Linked DNA regions of Mus musculus: regions 1, 3 and 4 are each linked to region 2. Evidence: chromatin contacts called from public Hi-C and HiChIP or PLAC-seq data. All regions are on one chromosome and are shown on one strand. Each heading gives the region's core, a stretch centred on a gene start, on an enhancer-like site or on the middle of the called end of the contact. The rest is flanking DNA. Distances are from core to core; before and after follow the strand shown.

Region 1 (3,588 bases), core at 846-3,345, 600 kb after region 2:
TCCATCTGTTAGCAAATCAAGAAAGAAAGGGGAAACACTTAAGAGCAAGCAAGTTTCTACTTTGGTGGAATCTGTGAGGATCAAATATCAGAAAGCAATACCAATAAAGAATGTGTATCTAATCAGGGCTTTTAAGACATGCAGGTGCCTGCCTCTGTTCCATCAGCACCTCCAGGAGCAGAGTTCTGGAGAGAATTGCTACTAGCATGTAGTTGGAGCCTTCCAGCTCCCTTCTGATAAATGAACCTGTCTTTTCATTTGCACATGATATAACACTCAGGGGTTTATGTAATTGAATCCATGAGGTAGGTCAGCACCAACAAAATAAGATTAATAAATACATACAATGTCCTGAACTTTTATATCTTAAAATATGGAACAGGGGCCATATGGCTCAAGAGAAATTTATTCTAACAACAACATAATACATACATATATACACACATACATGCATGCACACACATATACACAGACACATACATACAGGCATGCACAGATACATGCATACACATACACACACACACACAGTGGCAGCTATTTGCTCTCTGCAATCTGAGTCAAGAGAAAGCCAAACCAATATTCTGGCATATTTTAACAATAATGTTCAAGCCTTGAAGAATAACACCTGACTTGAAAGGATACAAAGTAATGTAGAATTAAAGGTGCATATAGTTTTCTCTAGAAGGACAGAAATTAGAATGTATATGTTAAATCTCTTCAATTATTTTGAGAACTGTCACAAGCAAGGAATCTTCATTGAATCCTGCATAGCTCTGCAGATCTTAACAAGAATGCCTGTTTTGAAATCAGATGTTAGGATGTTGCAGCTTAGTATAAATATATTTTTTATGATTGTGATCATTTGATAACAGGAGGTACTGCAAACCAACCCCACGAGGTCTTACTGAGAAGTCTGTGTTAATACAAAGATGAAGACCAAATCAAATAGAAAAATAGGGGAGGATGGATAGAAATATGCAGACAATTAGATTAAAAACCAAAATTTCAAAAGCAAACCATGAGCAAGATTTTATAAGAATCCAGAGGGGCAGCAGCTGATTGTCTGGGGCTGTCAGTGAGCTGAAGGTTAGACAAAGTAACTGAACATTGTCTAGAAGATGAGCTGGGAACCATAGAGGATACCTGATGCTCTGGAGATGTTAAGATAATACCATGTCTCACAGTGGCCAAGTGCTGCAATTACTCTTTAAGAGAAAACAAACACTGTGTTTTCCCAAGGTTCCCTATGCCTCTAAATCAAAATTCTAATGGAAAAGTCTTAATAGTCCCTGTTTCCAATCATGGCTCTCCATCAATAGCCTAGTTTCCTGCACTCTGTGGCAAACTCCCTGGAGATGCTGATCTGATCAAGGACTTCAGACCCTTCTCCCCACTTCTGACTCCCTATAAACTGCCCAAAAACCAGAGATGCAGCACCCGGTCAGCACCGTGGACAGCGTCCGAGGGACGCTCACCTTCCAATTTCCCTGATAGAATTCTTTCTGTCTGCACAGTTGCTCTCCTCTCTCTTCAGCTGCCCATCACCTTTCAGTTTGGGGGACTTTAAACCCAGTTTCCCTCCCTGTGTTATCTCTGAAACAGACCACTAAGAAGGGTCTTCCCCCAACTCACATAGAGACCATACCCTCTTCAGTTTCAGCAACCACAAAATCAGGACACTCCTGGGGCAAGAATTGTTTGATCTGAGTATCTCTGGATAAGGGGCTGTGGCTTCTCACCGTGTCCATCACTCCGGTTAGACACAAGTGCCGCTCCTCTAAACAGGAGGACAGATGTGAAGGTAGGTAAAGGAAGGAAGCTTGAGAACTACCCTGACGGGTAAAGATCTGCGCCAGTCTTCCACAGAACTCAGTCCCCTTACCTGAGGAGGGAATCTGTAGCATACAGAAGCAGTAGATGAACAGGATTGGAGAATAGTGGGGGAGCGGGTGTTTCATCTTCAAGCTCTGGATTCTCTTTGCAGACCACAGATACGTTCTGTTCAGAGAGGTGATGAGCATTTCCCGAGGGTCCAGAGGCAGAGATGACCCTCTGCCCTGCATCTATCCAGCCCAGGGCAGTAGGAGCCTTTATTGGCAGAATCCTAGAGCCCATTGGCTGAGCACCAATCAGCGTTGCGCAGGAGGACCCTGGCTTTCTCATAAATGTCATGCTGAGCCCTTATTTGTAGAATAATATCCGCCGAGTGTAAGCATTGTAGAGTCATCTTTTTCGAGCCAGCAATACAAATAAGAAGTGGAGAGTCATAATTGTTATTCTATAATGGTTTGAGAAAAACTTCTGACTCAGGGAAGGCCTGTTCTCCTTTCTTTCTAAACCATAAGGCTGGACATAAATCCATAAACTCTTGCATGTGTTCCTAAAAAGCTGTTTATTTTCTCATAGTGACGAATGGCATCTTGTGGTCTTTGGTGCATCTAAGAAGGAATCCTGGATATAACATGACAGATTATATAAAGTTCAATAAGAATTATCCCATGTCTAACTCACTGGAAGTTCCTTTATAGAAAAAAGTAGTTCATCGACATGACTGCCTAAGGATGAGCGGAACAAGGGTGATAGCAACAGACATGCTAATGTGGGCGGGGAAGTCCAGGGAGCCCTCAACCCTGCACAAAGACCTTTGGGAAACTAAGGAAGGCTGAGAGTGGGAGAAGTAGTCTGACCCGGGGAAGAGAACAACAATTAATTATACAATATTAAATGGTTAGTTAGTCCTGAAAACATATATACAAATAGCATATGGGTGGTGGAGGTTTTCTTATGTGTTTATATATATATATATATATATATATATATATATATATATATGTGTATACATGTATATATTAACATTTAATTAGAAAGCAGTCATGGATTTGAAAGGGCATGGACAGATGAATGGGAAAGAAGAGGGAATGGTCTGATTATATTGTGAACTCAGTAAAAGAAATACTTATTTAAAAAGTAATTGAGCACTTGGGAGGCAGAGGCAGGCAGATTTCTGAGTTTGAGGCCAGCCTGGTTTACAGAGTGAGTTCCAGGACAGCTGGGACTACTCAGAGAAACTCTGTCTTGAAAAACCAAAAAGAAAAAAAAAGTAATTGAGTAACCAAAATCTCACTGTCTACAGTCACAGGCAATTGTGATGGAACACTCCTTTAATAGCAGCACTTGGGAGGCAAGGGACAGGTAGAACTCTTGTGCATTTCAGACCAGCCAGGGCCACATTGAGACTTTGTCTCAAAACGAAATAACATACATAAATAATCATGGTTGGAAATTTGCCTCTTTAAGATTATTTTTAGATTCACTTCTACAGACAAGTTATTATTTCAAAGTCAGTAATTAAAAAACCTGGTTTTTAAACCATGGTTACTTAATACTGAAGATGAATTGGTGTCATGTGCTGAGTTCCTACATGCTGGGAACTGCTCCCATCCCCAGGCAGGCTAGCTTTTAATTAACAGAGAAAACTCATAGTACACAGATCTTATTCTAATTTTATGAATGGGAAGACTGGAGCCAGGAATTATTAAGGAACTGACTGGAGGTCACTCAGCTGCTGCAAGAAATTGACAGGAAGGG
Region 2 (3,256 bases), core at 173-2,672:
ATACTTTAAAAATTATATATATATGTATATGTGTGTGTATATCTATATCTCTATCTCTATCTCTATATCTATATATATGTACATATGTACATGTATGTCAGCCTGTGAGTGGTACAGCTGTCCCAGAGTCCTGGACGAGGCTCATGGTATAGAGGAAGTGACCCTGGGTTCCATCCACAGCACCAAATTTAGGGGCGCATCCTCAGGTGTAATCTATGCCTGATCTTAGCAATGCTGCAAAAGCAAACATTCCACAATACTGCCCAGGACACATGCATCTTTGAATGGTTAATTAGAAACGACTTCATCCTCTCCTCACGCGACATTACAGCTAACCAAGGAGTTGGCTGCAAAGACTTTAGATATTGTGGTGATGTGGACTTCAACCTCAGGTTCTTAATACCGACTTCTTTACTCGGAGGCTTAAAAAGGGGGTAAACTCAGTGCCATTGGCTGTAACTTCGCATACCTCAGGACCTTACAATCAAGAATGAACCGTATCTGGCATACTAAAATATGTCCAGCCCGTTTGTGGGCTTGTACGATGTGTTGGCTTTTTCGATTGGGAGGGATCATCTGGAGTGTAGTGAATTTGAAAAAAAAAAAAAACCAAAAAAACAAAACTTGCAACTTCTATCTCTCCCCTATTTTAGGGAAAGAAAGTATGGAAAAGGAGGGAGGGTCGATCCCCTCCAAGGAGGCTGAATGTCCCTAGCTGACGACCCCCCTCCCACCCCCACCCCAGAACAGCTGGCTGCGCCCGCACGGCTGGCTGCGGGACGTACCTGAGAGCGGGGGCCGGTCGGGCTCCTGGCCGCCGCGGGCGGGCGGCGCCGGGTTGAGCAGGTGCGCGAAGCTGGCCGCGAACGGGTTGGCGGCGAGCGGCTCGGTGCGGTACATCTCCCAGAGCAGGTAGAGCGCCGTGAGGCGCTGCGCCGCGCTAGGCAGCAGGTCCGGCTGCTGCAGCAGCATCACCAGCACCGAGCCCAGGCGGAAGTGGTCGGCCTTGCTGAAGTAGTGGTGGAAGGCGGTGGACAGGCCCTCGAAGGTGCTGCCGCCGCCCGCCTCCTCCGAGATGATGCTCAGCAGGCTCGAGAGCTCCTTCGGGGTCAGGCTCATCCTGCCCGCGGGGCCTCCAATCCCTGGCCCAGGGCCGCCTGCTCCGCCTCGGCCTCCGCTCGAGCCCGCCGGGCCGCTCCGGAACGCCGCTGCCTCCCGCGCCCCTCTGGGATCCGCTGAGGAGAGAAGCCGGCCAGACGCCGTGCTCGCCCCGCCGCCGGGCATCAACCTCGCCCGCCTACCCCGCTTCCCGGCCGAGAGGCCCAAGGCGCCGACTCGCTGCGTCCTCCCGCGGCCGTAAAGCGCACCCTTCCGCGACAGCGTCGCAAACAAAAACAGTGCCTAAGTCAGACGAGCGGAACGGAGACACAGGGCCGACAGACCGACGACGCTGGCCGAGCGGAGGTTCCGGAGACGCGAGTGGGCGGGGCGCCGTGTCCGGAAGGGGGCGGGGCGCCGTGGAGGGCGGGGCCGCGTGGTCTCTGAGCTGTCCGAGTGGTCCTTCCCTGCCTGAGTGATGTAGAGACCGCCGTTAATTGCCCTTAAAGCCCTCAGAAGCGATCCTTGGGTGACAGGGTGGCGCCAAACCTGCCCAGTCAATATTGCCTAAGTTATAATTTGGAAACTAGGTCTTAGATGCTAACTGGTCTGATAGAGCATCCTTGACGGCTCATTTCTTGTAAATACCAATGAAAACAGGATTCTCAGAAACAGTTTAAATTTCGAGCCTTGCTCGTATTCTCAGAGATGGGGTCGTACCGCACATAAACGTTTGGTTATGTGAACAAAAATCTAGGCGAGGCCGGCACCAGGGAGGCAGAGGCAGACGAACCCCTGTGAGTTCGAGGCCAGCCTGGTCTAAAAAGAAAGAAAAAAAAAAATCTGAGAAAACTGTCTCGAGAAATATTCGTTTACAAAATCGTTTGCAGTGCTTCTTTTTCCTTAGCCTGCCCTAGGGCACTTTTTCTGGACGCCTTGGCTGAACACTGGAAAACCCTGGAAATTTCTTTACATACCAGCCTCCTGGACCTGGTCCCCTGTGATCTGTTTCAAAGGCACCGCTGCCCGCTCCCCACCCCTATGCTCCGGTGGTGACTAGTATCCACTCTAGAGTTACAGAAACCGAGCGACTGTCATCAGCGTCACCTGCTAGCTACCCTGTGCTAAAACTCTTCGGCAGCTGAAAGTTTTCTATTTACCGCTGAAGTTCTCAAGGAAATCTTCAGGAACAGGTGATGGGTATGGCGCATATTTTAAAGGCCTCTTTAGTTTACTGTTAAACCTGTGGAGGGGTTCTGCCAATGAACATTGCAATCAGCAGAAAATATAGCTTGCCAAACGGGGCAAATGATTCAAATTACCTCTTCTACTACTACTACTACTACTACTACTACTACTACTACTACTACTACTAATTAGTCAACTATGTTCTCTTTGAGCCTTTTTACATTGGATGCTCTATGACAACTAATCATACTAAAACCCACTCATGCTAGTTATTGTCATAACTTATTGTTAGTTGATAACTTAAATGTTAGTACAGTATGGGTGTTTCGAGATGTTTTAAGGTATTTGAGCACAGCACGTTACCCGCCAATAGAGCTGATTTCCACTAAGATTAATACCAAGAGCGTCTTCCCTGTTTCCACTGGGCTTGTTTCTAGGGTTTCTCTGCCATTACCACAAACTGAGTTCATTTTCACTGTAGAACCCACTTCCTCTCCCTTCCTGAGGCTGAACGTCTGGAATGGGTTATATCAATTCTGCCATTCACCTTTGAAGCATCAAGGGGAGAATTCTTCCAAGTCTTGTTCTAGCTTCCAGTGATATCCAAAGACCCTGGTATCCCTTGGCTTATAGCTGCACCTTTCCTTAATTGTTATTAAGTTTCGAACTGGGACTCCCTGCTGAGATGCATATTAACATATCAAAGCTAACCCGGCAGCCTGTTTTTTTCCCAGCCACCCCCAGTTCCTACCTGACAGGCTATGGCTGGCACACCCCTCTCTCTACCCTGAACTCTGCAGCCTAGAGGGTGGGCTACCCTTCCACTACAGGATCTTCCCTATAGAACCCAGACTTTTTCTTTTAAAAGGATTTATTTATTTTTATGTATATGAGTACACTGTCGCTGTCTTCAGACACACTAGAAGAGGGCATCAGATCTCATTACAAATGGTTGTGAGCCACCATGTGG
Region 3 (3,123 bases), core at 310-2,809, 520 kb before region 2:
ACTAGAGGAATACCCTAACTGAAGTTGATGCTTTTAAGATTGTAGCAACACCTCTCCATGTGATTACCCCAGTCCCAGTAGCCATAGCTCTCTTCTACTTTAACATTTGTACTGTACGCCAGGCGGTGGTGGCACATGCCTTTAATCCCAGCACTTGGGAAGCAGAGGCCAGCCTGGTCTACATAGTGAAGTCCAGGACAGCCAAGGCTACACAGAGAAACCCTGTCTCAAAAAACATTTGTACTGTATTACTTGGTAGGGGTGTATGTGTGTGGGGGTGTGTATGTATGTGCCCATGACACCCATTCAGAGGCCAGAGGAAGATACTGAGTATCTTCCACTGTCACCTGGTCACCTGCCTCCTTGTCCTCCTGTACACTGGTTACTTTTCTATTGATGTGATGGAACCCTGTAACCAAGGCAACTAGGAGAAGGGTTTATGATCCCAAAGGGATAAAGAGGTCACTGCGGGCTAAGTGTGACAGGCGGTGGCGGAAACAGGAAACTCGAAGCTCACGTCCACAAATACAAGCACAAAGCAGAGAGGGCACATTGGAAATGGCTCAAGGCTTTAACCTCCTAACCTTGGAGCCCTCTCCAGCAGTGACAACCTTCCTCCAGCAAGGCCACGCCTCTTTAACCTCAGCAAATAGCACCTACTACTGCCAATCAAGTGTTCAAAGGCCTGAGATGATGGAGATCATTCTCATTCGAACCACTGTACCTAGAGAGGTTTCTCACTTGCCTTACCTCAAGCTCCCGGGAGCCAGATGTCTCTGCCCTTCCCCAGCCCCCTTGCTGGGGTGTCCCCACACCCAGCTTTCATGTGGGAGCTGGAGATTCAAACCCCAGTCTTTATACTTGCATAGAGCACTTTTACCCACCCACGGAGCCATATCCCTGGCCCCTCTACTTTGCTCCTACCAGTTTATGTGACGTTGTTTGCACCTGGCTTATTTTATTTAACAGAACATCTTCCAGGTCTAACCATACCGTCACAAATATATTCGCTACCGTTCATTCACAGATGGATATTTGTTGATTTCATGCTTTGGTATGTTTTTCAACAGTCATTGCCATATTGATTTCCAAAAAAGGGCAACATATACTATCCATAATTCCAATAGTATAGGAGGACTTTCCCAAAATTCCTCTCAATAAAAGGGTATCTTCATCTTAATTTTTATAAGTTGAATATTCTAATTTGCAGCTCCGTAACTGTGAATGGTTTTTTTTTATAGTTGTCTATATCTTTGCAGACTTTTAAGTTGGTTTTGTGAATATGGGTTACTTATTTATTAAATTGACTAACTTTTCTAGATGTTTTGGTTTTTTTCTTTAAATTTTTTGAGTTTTAGCAGTATTTCCATATGCATTAAAAACATCCCCTTCCATGTGATCATTACCCCTTGGTTTCTGCTATGGCTTGTTCATGTGTCAGACAAAGGCCTCTGGGGTAGGACTGAGACCTAAGGGCCTTGGCCTGTGGGGTCAGAGGAGCTGTTTGCAGATGGAGCTTCTTCCTGTGGTCAGGGTCAGGATGCTGAGGCTCTTTCTGCTTCCCCTTTCTTCCATTCCTGGCCATGAGGTGAGCAGCTGCCTCTGTCATACACTCATGATGACACGTAGCCTCACCACAAACCGCAAAGCAATGGGCAAACGGACGACCATTCATGGGCTGGGTCCTCCAAAACCATGAAGACAAGTAAACTTTTCTACTTTTTAAGTTGATTGTCTTCGGGTATTTTATTGCAGCAATGGGAAATTGATAGCTTCGTTTCTAGTATAATTTGATATTCCAAGACATATGTATAATCATAACACATAATATCTTCCAGATTTATTGACTTGGATTAAAAAGTCTCCCTTGTCACAAGCATAAAACATGGCTCCTTACATTTACTTTGTCTGATTTTTATTTGAATATTTTTACATTTGATTTGCGCAGAGTGTTTTATATAGATGAAGGCAGCGTTCGATTTTTCTTTTTCTAAAAATATATTATTTATGAGTATGTGTGTGTGCAGCGCGTATGTGAGGACTCCAGAAGAGGATGTCAGGTCTCCTGGATATGGAGTCACAAGCAGTTATGAGCTGTCTACACGGGTGCTGAGAACCCAAGTTGGGTCCGCATCAAGAGCAACAAGCATCCCTAACCACTGGACCATCTTTCCAGCCCTCTCTTCTTTTGTTTGATGAGTGGTTAGTGGCACTAACACATCGGATAGGTAAATCACAGACCAATTCAAGAGCGGTAGCATGAATAGTATAGTTAAAAAGCAGGTAGACTGATTTGGGGTATCAGTTCCACCACTTCCTGTCTATGGAACCTTAAGTATGTGTGCTGGCTAATTTTTATGCCAACTTGACACAGTTAGAATTGGTAATAAATATCCTGAGACTGACTCTAAGACTGTAGGACTCTCTCTCTGGATGTGGGAGGAGACAGCCCACTGAAGGTGTCACTATCCTGAAGTCAGCTTGGCCATAAACCATGGTGACCTCACAGAGGTTAGCCGCAGAAACAGGGTGGCATCTCTATGGTTGCCTGCAGACTTACTGTTCACCCCTGGTCCCTTGTGACTGACTTTTCCTTCAGACATCTGAGGACAGAGTTTCCAGAGCTCTGAAGTGCTTCATCCCTGAATGTCATCTCTGTTTCCTCCATGGCAGGAACTCAGAGGCCACTTTATTGTGAGAAGGGAAATGGAAGGGCATCTATGGCCAGACTTCCCTCAGGGAGCCTGGCTTCTCTGTCCTGACAGGTCTGTAACCTTGTCCTTCCTCTAAGTCTCTTTCAAACCCTCTTTTCATTAGCACCATAAAAGTCTTGCACAGAGCTGTCTTGCTGTTCCTGATTTCTTGGGCATCACTTCCCAGCATGGGAAGCTGAGGCTACTCAGGGAACCCCACGCCGAGTGGCTGGTGGAGGATTTCCCAGAAGCAGCGAGTCCTGAGGAGGTGCTGCACCATAACTGTGCTGAGGCTCTGGTAGAAGAGATCATTAAGACTTGTTTTTCTGGACCAAGAATAGGAGGTATATTTTACACGCTACATCCTATTCTCTGGACTCTGAGGCCTTGTCCTGCTCACTGAGCATCTATATGCAGGAACTGGTGAGTC
Region 4 (3,139 bases), core at 505-3,004, 550 kb before region 2:
GACCTCTCGAACATTCAACACTCACCCAATGCTATACATTTACTCATTCCTCACTCCCAAGGAAGGTCTCTTTCCTGACTCTTGAAAGCTTGGTTGCTCACAACATGATCAACACGTGAGAAGAAAGCAGATGCCCAGACATCAACTCTCAGGAATAAAAGTCACCTGCGTGTTTACAAGACTCCCGGGAGATGCAAGAAGCAATGATCTCACAAGTTCCTTGTCCACAGATAACTCCCTCCGTCCTGGGCTCTCTAATGAGCATGAGCCTCATCTAATCTCCTAAGAAAATAGTCCTCCAAAAGGGCTCTTCCCATACAAGCAGTTCCAGCGTGTGATCGAGTCCTTGGGCACACACCCACATCTACTGAATCTGAAAAAAAAAAAAAAAAAATCTGCGTGGGCCAAGCAATGCGTGTCGTAGGCAGATATGGTAAAGGCCAAGTTGGAAGACCTGATAAACAGAGTAGTCGGAAGTTCCTTGAAAAAGCACCCGCTTCTGCCGCTTCTGCTGTCCCTAGAGGCTGGCGCTGCTATCCTGGGGTATGGGAGGAGGGACGTGATCACGTGATCTCCCCGGTCTCACTGTCAAAAAGTCGGACGTGGTCACGTGATCGCTCCATTCTCGCTGTCAAAACAGTAGGATTTGAGGGTGAGCTGGGAATGAGAATGGCTTGGGGAAGCCCAGGACAACCTGCAGCACACGAGGGAGGGTCCATCCCCGCAGCACTACCAGCTAAGAAAAGGAAAAGAATGCATTGAGGCAGGCGAGGCTCAGAGAGGCCTCGGGGAAGACATTCTTCTGCACTTATGCCTGTAGGAACAAGATGCTGATCCCGGAGAGCAAGCCTCCAGGTAAGGCAGAGCTAGAGGAGGGTGAGGTTGATGGAAGCCGATATGGAACACGGACGGAAGCCAGCAACATCCCACTGCAAGCAGGGACTGGGAAGGACAGGCCAGTCTTTTGCCTCTATTTACACAGTAGGAAACCCAGAGAGAAGCTCTGGCCAAGATCACCCTGTGTAAGGAGGCTGAGGTCAGAGACATATAAGCTAGGGCTCAGAAGGGAAAAAATGGGCTTCAAAATAGAGTAGGGGACTGAAGAGAAGAGACTTTAAGAAGCAGAGGAGGGAAAAAAACCAGTACATTCATTTATCTAATAACTGTGTGTGCCAGGCAGGTCTTAGAGTGCTGCCCAGTCTGCCTGGAAGCTATGGTTTCTGAGAGGCATCAGGTACATTTAAAAAAAAAAAATCACCCTAGGAAAGTCCCCAAAGCCTTTCAACGTGCTCTGCGCTCTGTCCCAGATGCTCAGCCTCCCAAGGTAAGAACCCAGCCCACTCCCTTCCTCCAGGTGAATTCTAGATGCTTGTCTGTCCCCTGCTACCTGGATCTGTGGACATTCAATAGCAGCTCTCTGATGTAGTCCCCCCCCTCCCTTTTTTTCTAACAGAGAAAACGAAGTAGAAAACAATCAAGGAATAAAGTGACCTCCACACAGGTGAGGAGACCGCTCACCCAGAGGAAGCTAGGAGACTCATAGAGGGTTGCCTGAGGACCCACTAAAAGCAGACCTGATGTTCAGACTGGTGTCTGACTGGTGACTGGCTTCCTGGTGTCTCCCCCTGCCTCTTTCCCACCTTCTTACCTGGAGCTGTGTATTCTTGTACCTTGCTGCTTCTTGCCTGACTGGGGAAGGCTGCTGGGCCAGACTTTCACCTTCTGTGATGTCCCAGCAGCCCCCTCAGGGATTTATAGGCTCCTGCTTGTGGTTTCCTAACTGGCCTGTGTCACTCACTCTAATTGGGTGGTGGTGGACACACCTTTTCCCTGCTCACGGGGAGCACCCTGCTCATGGTGCTTTGTGCGTACATCCTTGCCATATGGGGAAGTGGCCTAGGAAACTCTGAGTTTCCTTATTTGAGTGTGTGTGTGTGTGTGTGTGTGTGTGTGTGTGTGTCGCTAGAATGGCATGCTTCCAGCCAAGAACACATTTTAAAGTGATGCTGGCTGTACATGAAGAAGTTGTAAACAGTTTCACAGGCAAGATTTCACCCCATCTGCTGGATGCTGCTTAAAACCCAACCATGGTCCCATTAAAGAGAAAAGGAGGGTTTTAAATGAGTGGGACACAAGATCCCCACTCCCACCCCCAAGGAACTCTTCTTGACTAGGAGGAGGATTAAATGGATGGGCTTGTTTTAGGGGGGCCTTTGTTTGGCTTTTTGTTTGTTTGTTTGTTTGGTTGGTTTTGTTTTTAACTTTTTGTCTGAGTCTTTGGAAGCTGGGAACATGCTGCTTAATGTAGAGAAAGTGACTGCTAATGTAAGTTAAGGATTTCCAGGTCCGGAGACAGGCTCGGGTTTGGTGCTTCAGGAAAAAGTGGTAAGACAGCCAAAGGAGGAAGAGGATGGTGTGTGTAGTGCTGCAGTCCATGAGCCAGAGAGCCAGAGGCTGGACAAAAACCCAAGACATGGATGCTGCCCTTGTGGCTCCAGGGACCCTGTATGGACTACAATTCATTCTAGCCCACTGAGGCCCATGCAGACCTCCGACCTCCAGAATGATGTAGGAATAAGAACAAATGCAAATCTCATCCCCTGCCCCCCACCCCCGCCTTCATCTTACCTCCCCAAAAGGAGTCTGAAGCCCATGTTTTCTCTCCCTGTCCTTAATTTGTGAAGTACTTATGAGAAAGAATTGTTTGTATGACAAAGAGTCCTTCTGTTGCCCAGCTGACCAGAGTAGGGCTTAGAATTCTCCACCACATATTGTCTCACTGTGAATTTTATCCTAGGTATTTGATGACCATATTTTCTTCCATCAATATCGCAGAATTTGTATCTGCTAAAGACAAATGAATGGTAAAGACAATGTGTCAAAGTATTCAGAGTTCAGACCACCCCCTCAAACTGGGCATGCATGCATGATGTTGGTGGCTCACACATACTGTCTTCCAGTCACCTTCCTCCACTCTCTGGGCTGCATGTCACTTAAAAGTACCTTGCCACAGGTTTTCCATGGGTGGCTTCTGGTTTCTGAGCCAGAACCACATTGGGTCTAATTGAGGAGGAGTCTCTACCTCAGCATTTGCAACAAGCATCTTGGGTAACAGGCATCTTGAACCTCAAAGGATCTT

What was found. Hi-C and Micro-C count contacts between places; a contact is called where the count stands out from the background. HiChIP or PLAC-seq counts read pairs in DNA pulled down with a chosen protein or histone mark.
Region 1: a Hi-C map of embryonic stem cells shows a contact between it and region 2, with 4 times the contacts expected there. The contact joins the promoter of Nms here to the promoter of Cnot11 in region 2. A contact is called at or near these places in 2 of 39 promoter capture datasets (embryonic stem cells and hippocampal neurons), 1 of 484 Hi-C or Micro-C datasets (embryonic stem cells), 4 of 115 datasets of contacts at active chromatin or transcription factors (bone marrow-derived macrophages, embryonic basal ganglia, embryonic forebrain and 1 more) and 1 of 9 other capture datasets (embryonic stem cells).
Region 3: an H3K4me3 HiChIP or PLAC-seq map of pro-B cells shows a contact between it and region 2, with 3 times the contacts expected there. The contact joins the enhancer-like site here to the promoter of Cnot11 in region 2. A contact is called at or near these places in 3 of 39 promoter capture datasets (the C10 cell line, cranial neural crest and neutrophils), 2 of 115 datasets of contacts at active chromatin or transcription factors (pro-B cells and stem cell-derived neural progenitor cells) and 1 of 9 other capture datasets (liver).
Region 4: an H3K4me3 HiChIP or PLAC-seq map of pro-B cells shows a contact between it and region 2, with 3 times the contacts expected there. The contact joins the promoter of Il1r2 here to the promoter of Cnot11 in region 2. A contact is called at or near these places in 2 of 39 promoter capture datasets (the C10 cell line and pre-B cells), 2 of 484 Hi-C or Micro-C datasets (large pre-B cells and pro-B cells), 3 of 115 datasets of contacts at active chromatin or transcription factors (large pre-B cells, pancreatic cancer cells and pro-B cells) and 2 of 9 other capture datasets (adipose tissue and liver).

Annotation. Positions count from the first base shown.
Region 1 is chr1:38,937,656-38,941,243 of GRCm38.p6, reverse strand. It overlaps Nms (neuromedin S), which reads right to left and starts at 2,095. Exons shown (of 10, transcript NM_001011684.2): 1 at 1,883-2,095. The coding sequence starts at 1,958.
Region 2 is chr1:39,533,867-39,537,122 of GRCm38.p6, reverse strand. It overlaps Cnot11 (CCR4-NOT transcription complex, subunit 11), which reads right to left and starts at 1,422. Exons shown (of 7, transcript NM_028043.3): 1 at 786-1,422. The coding sequence starts at 1,284.
Region 3 is chr1:40,049,812-40,052,934 of GRCm38.p6, reverse strand. No RefSeq gene overlaps it. Among named protein-coding and RNA genes, the nearest start is that of Il1r2, 33 kb to the left of the region's middle. Within about 2 kb of position 1,559, at least 57 of the 459 cell types and tissues checked have an H3K27ac peak or open chromatin away from gene starts, as enhancers often do. A contact at or near this core is called in pro-B cells, where this site is marked.
Region 4 is chr1:40,083,329-40,086,467 of GRCm38.p6, reverse strand. Il1r2 (interleukin 1 receptor, type II) reads right to left here and starts at 1,754. Exons shown (of 9, transcript NM_010555.5): 1 at 1,649-1,754. It overlaps Gm16894 (predicted gene, 16894), which reads left to right and starts at 617. Exons shown (of 4, transcript NR_037980.1): 1 at 617-855; 2 at 1,181-1,324; 3 at 1,454-1,501.